2 separate regions of the Gossypium hirsutum genome follow, and region 2 is linked to region 1. The links are chromatin contacts, called in public Hi-C maps. All regions are on one chromosome and are shown on one strand. The core of a region is the stretch at or near the end of the contact, and the rest is flanking DNA. Distances in the headings are between cores, read along the strand shown. Region 1 holds the start of LOC107899476 (S-adenosylmethionine synthase 3). Region 2 has its middle 41 kb from the start of LOC121216029.

What was found. Hi-C and Micro-C count contacts between places; a contact is called where the count stands out from the background.
Region 2: a contact with region 1 is called in a Hi-C map of leaf, with 2.7 times the contacts expected there. The contact joins the enhancer-like site here to the promoter of LOC107899476 in region 1. A contact is called at or near these places in 2 of 34 Hi-C or Micro-C datasets (both in leaf).

Annotation. Positions count from the first base shown.
Region 1 is chrD04:41,151,425-41,155,231 of Gossypium_hirsutum_v2.1, forward strand. LOC107899476 (S-adenosylmethionine synthase 3) reads right to left here and starts at 2,057. Exons shown (of 2, transcript XM_016825199.2): 1 at 1,871-2,057; 2 at 1-1,169. The coding sequence starts at 1,129.
Region 2 is chrD04:41,363,399-41,367,205 of Gossypium_hirsutum_v2.1, forward strand. No RefSeq gene overlaps it. Among protein-coding and RNA genes, the nearest start is that of LOC121216029, 41 kb to the right of the region's middle. Within about 2 kb of position 1,828, at least 1 of the 9 cell types and tissues checked has an H3K27ac peak or open chromatin away from gene starts, as enhancers often do. A contact at or near this core is called in leaf, where this site is marked.

The DNA of each region.
Region 1 (3,807 bases), core at 807-3,306:
CTTTGTCATCACGTCCAAAATGACCGTAAGCAGCAGTCTTTTGGTACCTAAATTTGCCTCCCCTCTTCAAATCAAGATTGATAGAGATCATCCCTGGCCTGAAGTCAAAGCTCTCCTTAATCAATTGCAATATATCCTTGTCTGGGATCTTGCCTGTCTTGTATGTGTCAACGAATACCGACAATGGTTCAGGCACACCGATTGCATAGGATACTTGCACGATACAGCGGCGTGCAAGTCCTGAGGCCACAACACTCTTTGCTGCTTGCCTAACAATGTATGCACCACTACGGTCCACCTTTGTAGGATCCTTTCCAGAGAAGGCACCTCCACCATGAGCACCCCACCCACCATAGGTATCAATAATTATCTTTCGGCCAGTGAGTCCTGCATCTCCATGTGGTCCACCGATTACAAACCTACCAGATGGGTTGAGATGGAAAATGGTTTTGTCATCGAGATACTTCGCAGGAATAACAGGCTTAATAACATGTTCTTTCAAATCTGCATGGATCTTCTCATTGGTGACAGTCTCATCATGTTGGGTTGAAATGAGAATTGTGTGAACACGAATGGGGACCATGGCTCCACCCTCATTAAGATACTCAACAGTCACTTGGGTTTTACCGTCAGGCCTCAACCATGGGCATGTCTTGTTCTTCCTCACTTCAGTGAGCCTGGCGCCGAGCTTGGTTGCAAGCACATGGGTTAGAGGCATAAACTCAGGGGTTTCATCAGTGGCATAACCGAACATGTGACCCTGGTCACCAGCCCCAATTTCCTCAGGCTTCTTGGTGAGGTGACCATGAACTCCTTGAGCAATATCAGGGCTCTGTTGCTCAATGTTAACTAGAACTTTGCAGTTGTCAGCATCAAGGCCAACATCAGCTGATATGAACCCTATACCTCTGCAAGTATCACGAACGATTTTCTCATAGTCAACTTTAGCCTTGGTTGTGATCTCGCCAAAGACCATAACCATGTTTGTCTTGGTACAAGTTTCACAAGCTACTTTGCTTTCTGGGTCTTGTTCTAGGCATGCATCAAGAATAGCATCTGAAACCTGGTCGCAAATCTTGTCGGGGTGGCCTTCATTGACAGATTCGGAAGTGAATAGGAAGGTGTCCATATCGACTTTGACCACATCATAAGGCACTAAATTAATGCTCCTTAAAGTGAAAATTTTAGTTGAAAAACAACAAATTTAACAGACCACACCTCAAAGTCTTATGGTAATAAAATCTAAAAAAAGAAGCAAATATCCTCATCAGACTTGAATTCAACTTCAAAATTTCACTCTATGACAAATTAAAGCATTATTTCATTGTAAATATACTTGCTTTCTACATTATCAAAAGTTTCTGAGAATAAATTTTATTTTCATGTTAGAGTAAAAGATTAAATATACAATTAAACTACAAAGACAATAAAAATGATTATTATTCACGAAACAAAAAAAAAATACAATTTATTTCAACATATAATCAACTTTTGCATCCAAATTACATTCTTGTTTTTAGGTTGGGGGGGGGGGAGCAAAGCAACCAAAAAGAACAATTCAACATTAGTTACCTAGGGATTTATGAAATCGAGCAATTTATGGACATAACAAAACATAGAGAGATCAGTAGCATTCGAAAGCTACAACTTTTATAGATGAACCAAATATTATCCTTAATTTCACAAATCTGATGAACAAAAACAGAATCAAGAGTTTAATTATTAAAGAAAAAAAAGCTCATTCTCAAACGAAATGAATCCCACTTCCATTTATAATAAAAAAAGGAAATCATGATAATATTCAAATCGATCTGTTCAAAGCATTTTATTGTGAAGGAAAAAGAAAGAGAGAAAGGAAAGGGAGCGGTACCTTTCAATGAGATCTGAAAGAAGAGATTGAAAATGGAAAGAGGAAGAGAGGAGAGGGAATTGAAGTGAAGGGAGAAATGGGATATTATTTATAGGACTGAAAGACGAATCGTTTGATTCGCTCTTAATCACTCGCGATTCCCCGCCCTTTTCGGTGTTTGGCTCTTCCCCTGCTTTTCTCCACCCCCATATTGTATTATCTCCTGCTTCTCGTCACAAATTTTTTCAAACAATCTTGACCCTTTAAAATTTGACTATTTCTGGACGACGAAATTGGAGGGCAGAGATTGGATCTTGTATCAATATTTTGTACATTCAAGTTCTCTTTCACGTTGATGTTGGGTCCAATTATATCAATCCTTTACAAGTAAAAGAAGTTGCATTAAATTTAGGGATAATTCTTGTTTGATCCTCTAACTTTATAAGGTAAATTATTTTAACCCTTTATTTAATTTTTTGCTTCTTTCAACTCTTTAACTTACGTTGCTTATCAAATTATCTCAAAATAGATGGAAAAGTTAACGTTTATTAATTTTACTGATGTGGCATCCACATGTAGTCCACATTAGCAATTAATTATATTTTTAAATAATTTTTATAATTTTTAAATAATTTTAAATATTTTAAAATATTTTTTCATGAATTTTTAAATATATTAAATAATCAATTAATTACTAATGTGACATTCAAGCGACAATCTATTTGAATGTCATGTCACAAAAGTTAACGTTAACTTTCTCTTCATTTTAGGATAATTTGACAAACAAAGCAAGTTTAAAGATTAAAATAAGCGAAAAATTAAATGAATGATTAAAATGATTTTTTTAAACTTGATATATTTAAATATATTAATAATGCATAATTATATTTAAAAATTAACAAAGCATAATTCTATAAATTGATGTTAGTTAATTAAGATAACGTCATCTCATTCAAATAATTTTATCATTATTTACTCTCTTTAAAATTTTCTAATAAGACTACCTATTAAACATTCATTATATAAGTGGTTTTTAAAAAAAATAAATTAATGGTTATTGATAAAGTTAAAAAAAATTGTATAAGAATAAGATTGATTTTTTATTTTTAAAAATTATCTTAGGAGTTTTTTTTAAAAAAAAAATTATCTTAGGAGAGCAACTCTCCTAACATATAGATGGACATATGGTTTTTTTGTTTTGATACAATTACATATTTGTATTTTTATATTTCGATGTATCATTTCATGTTTATTAGTATTTTTAATATTTCTTTTGTACATGTAAACATATTTCAATTATAAACATATAAATATATTTATATGAAAATATTAATTTTAAAATTATTAATTATGTTCAACAACTTAATTAAATTATTATATTTTATTTTTTAATGTAATTATAAAAATAATTAAGATAAAAAATAAAAAATAGTTTAAAATTTTAAAATATTGTATGATCTAATACGAGCATTACAAGCTGAAACGTATCGGTACAAACCAATAGACCAAATGTATCAGTGAAATTGATACCTACAAGAATTTACACCAAAATGTAAACATATCCTATGCATTTTCATTTCAATGGAAATACCTTAATAGGTTATTTTCTCTTCCTTTTGAGAATTGGTTGCTAGTGAATATTCTGAACAAATTTAGCCTTCATTTTGTTGATGTTGAATGGGGAACTTCATTTAATATTACCTAAAGTTAGATGTAATGCATTATTGGGCCAACAAAGTATTTGCACTGATGATGTTGTAGAACAGAGCTGGGTATGGGCAATCCAATTTAAGATCGCTTGGCAAAATAACACAATGCATTATAGGCAATCCTTGCAAACGAGGAAGGGGAAATTTAGGCTTAGTTTAAATGGGTTTACTTCCGGTAAGGTTAAAAACAGCGATAACAGTAAGGTTAGTTATTGTAGTTGTGAGGTAAAAAATTTCACTGCACCACAA
Region 2 (3,807 bases), core at 578-3,077, 210 kb after region 1:
TTAATAAAAACATTAAAACACGGAGGGGCTAAAGGCGCAATTTGCCCCTCCGCATAAAAACACGCGGATCCTAGGCCAAGTCGGGTCGGATTATCCAAAACGACGCCGTTTTTAACACTTAAAACCGCTCCTAAAACGGTACCGTTTAGTTACCCTATTTAAACCAACTTTTCCCCAAAAAAAATCATTTGTAGTAGGAGAAATATAAAAAAATAATAAAAAAATCTTGATTTCTCTGCTAGGGTTTCGACCCTAGCTTTTACGCCGCCACGCCTTTGCCGTGATCCCACCGTGGAAGGTGGTTGGAGTCGCACCCCAAAGGGGCTTATTGGCTCTTTTCGCGCAGATTTAAGGCGTCTCCAGGTATTTCCCTTTTTTTAAATAAATAATAAAACCCGATTTGGGTATTTTTTAGAAGAAATAAAACACAGAAGCAATGGCCTTTCGGCCTCTGTAATTCCAATTGCAAATCCGCGCGAAACCCTAAAGGGCTTTCGTGGCTTTGACGAACGGAGGAACCTCCGACAGCGGCGCGCGATCCAAAATCAGGTCTGTTGCAACCTCTTTCTTTCCTTTTTTTATACATTTTTTTAAATAGTACGCAAAGGAAAAAATATAAAGAAAACAAAAAAAAAAAACAAAAACAACAGTTCGAGATAAAATGTCGACCTTTTAATCTCTTGATTGATTTTGTGCACTCTTGGTATTCTCTGTTGTTTGTGAAAACACTCGTGTTTTTTTATTGATTTTTTTTCCATCCGTTTTACAGTGTATTTAGTAGCTTTATATAACAAACAATGAAACAAAAAATGGAAAGAAAATCTATTCGTATCTGCTTGATTTTGAGATCTTCTTGATTTTCTTGCCATATTCGTTGCCTATACTGCCCTATTTCTTTCTTGCTGTGCAGGTGAACGAGGATGCGGCTGGCGCGAAGTACTTGGTTGCGGCGCGAGGCTTACCCTAGAAAACCTGGGTTTTTTTTTGTTTTGATACTGTTTTGGGCCTATGCTTGTGATGGGTCACTGTATTTTAGGTTTGGGCCGTATTGGCCCACTGTAATTTGGACTCTATTTTTTATTTGTTTACTGAGGGCCTTTTAGACTCGGGCCAAACTCGGGTATTACATGGCTCATGAATGTTATTTTTACAACTATTTTTTAATTGATTTTGACATAATAATAAAAAAATTAACACTTAATTTTTAAAAAAATTATTTTTACGATAATTTTTTTTATCATTTTAATTGTAAACCTTTAAAATTTAGTCTAATTGATTGTCTAAAAAAAATCGAACTATTAAAATTTTAACACCACTAATTAAAAAATGATAATTTTTAAGAAAATATGATCAATATTAAGAATAAAGTATACATGAAGTATCACCGGATTATAATATAACCCTCATTAAACTTTTAACAATTCAGACAGTTTTTGTCTGAAAAAAACATTTAGATTAAGATTTGTAATTAAAAAAGATTAAAAGTAAAGCGATAGGAAAAGTTTAAGTACTAAAATCATCATTCAATCTTAGTTTTCCGCCTTGTCTATTTTGCTCAATATCGTCTCGACAGCTTGACCCATCATCAGGAGTTGCGCTTGAAGATATGTTGTTATAATCTTCTTTTTCACACACTCTCTCAGTACAATATAAAACTATCATTTGGGTCATATCAACATACATTTAAATATTGTGCATATAGAAGAACAAAATTTTAGGTTATAGATGCCAAGAGAGTAGACATTATAAAAGAACGGTAAGGTGTTTAGGTGGGGAAGAGATGTTGGGTGTTTTATTTTTTGAATGAGATTGACAACTTTCATGCAGGCCCGCCAGTTCTGTTTAAATGAAAAGCCCAAAATAGGGCCCATTGGCGGAATTTGTAATAACCAAAGCCCACCAAGATATTGTAGTTGGGGAAAAACTCTATTTGGCACAACTGGTGAAAGGGGAACATACATGTTTCTATTCTTTTTCTCCTTTTGTTTTTCATGAATTAAACATTATTGTCAAATGCCAAACGCAAAGGATAAAAAAAGTTGAGATGATTTGGAGTAGGAATGGCTTCAAATTGTATTTCTGTGTCTTTCTGTATTAACTTAACTCATATATCTATTTAGAAATTTGAATCCGTAAATTATTCGAGTATTACTATTTAAATTTGAATCTAAATTAAAATTATTATCCGTCAAATAATGAATCCACAAAAAATCCAAAATTAAAATTTTCAATCATACGCCGAATATTCGAATCCAAATTCACAAAATAATAGAAAATCAAACAAAAATTTAATTTTAAATAAATTTATCGATAATTATCTATAAATAAATGTAAATAAACAAAAGTAGTTAAATAACAATTCAAAAAAATTAAGCATAACAATTTCACGACAACTTAAATATACCTAAAAACTAAAATATAATAATTCTAAACAAATTCAAAGTTCTATAACAATACGAAATATCTTGATTACTTAACCCACGCTATGGTATATATATATATTATAATCTACCACTTATTTAGGATTTAAGCTTACATATTATTAATATAAAAATAAATATTATAAAAACATAGTTGTATATAAAGATACATATTATTAATAATCTACCTTAATTATATAATACTAATTGTATACATTACAATTTACAATAAGGTTAGTTGTACATTTAAGGTTTATGTTACATATAGTTAATAAACGAGGTAGGTTAAAATATCATAATTGTATAATAATTTTTATAAATTTGTAATTTATTTATATATAATAATTGATATATGATATGTAGTTAATTGGTTAATTTAACTAAATATGCTGAAAAAAAGTAAGCAGCTATGCCGTTTTTTTTTTGAAAATTTAATGATCTATGCCATTTTTGGAGAAAAAGGAAAACACGTCATACAAGGTGCGTTTTAAGGAGAGAGAATAAAAACGCATCCTACAGGGCAGTGAAATGGCTCCCTGTAGGACGCGTTTTCACTTTGGTAAAATTGTTTTTTTTCTTTTTTTTCTTTTTTTTCTTCCAGTTGAAAATTAGAAGTTTGTAGATTAATTTTTGTCCGTGTTTGAGATAGACATAGTTATAGTTTTAAGGAATGTTTAAATTTACGGTGGTGCCATAGAGCTAGAAGACCTACAAATTTCATCTGCCATGTGGGTATGGAGCCATCACTCGGGAATCCGGATAACATTGCAACTCAAGGTCCCAGTTGATAGTGATTATATGATTTGGGGTTGAAATGTAATCAGGGCTTCAAGTCTACAAAAGTTATGTTGTCAAGGGATGGAGCACAAATGTGTACGTAGTTGACAGTGGTTATGTAGGTTCGACAACGAGTTCTTCTCATAAAAAAGATGCTTTATAAAACTCAATCATAAATACAAGGAAGAAACACATAGTGACGTTTTAGTATAATCAAGTAATGTGTCTTATCAATCACAACCAAAGGTGGTGACCTTTGTATTATAACCTGTGATAGCATTGGGGTGTAACAAATTATACTAGCAAGGTCACCGCCTTCGGTGGAGATGAACAACACGAATTACTTGATTATACTGGAAGACCCTTTGTATTTTCCTTCCTCATACTTATATTTGAATTTTATGAAGCATGCTCCTCTGATGAGGAAAAACTCGTTGTGGTGCCTGTATTAGCACTATTAACTATGACCCCAGTTATGATTCATCTTGTGACAACATAACCTTTGTAAACTTGAAGCCTTAATTACATTTCAACCTGAGACGGTATAATCCTAGTCAACTTGGACCTCGAGTTGCAAAGTAATCCTAACTTATCAGGTGATGGCTCTATA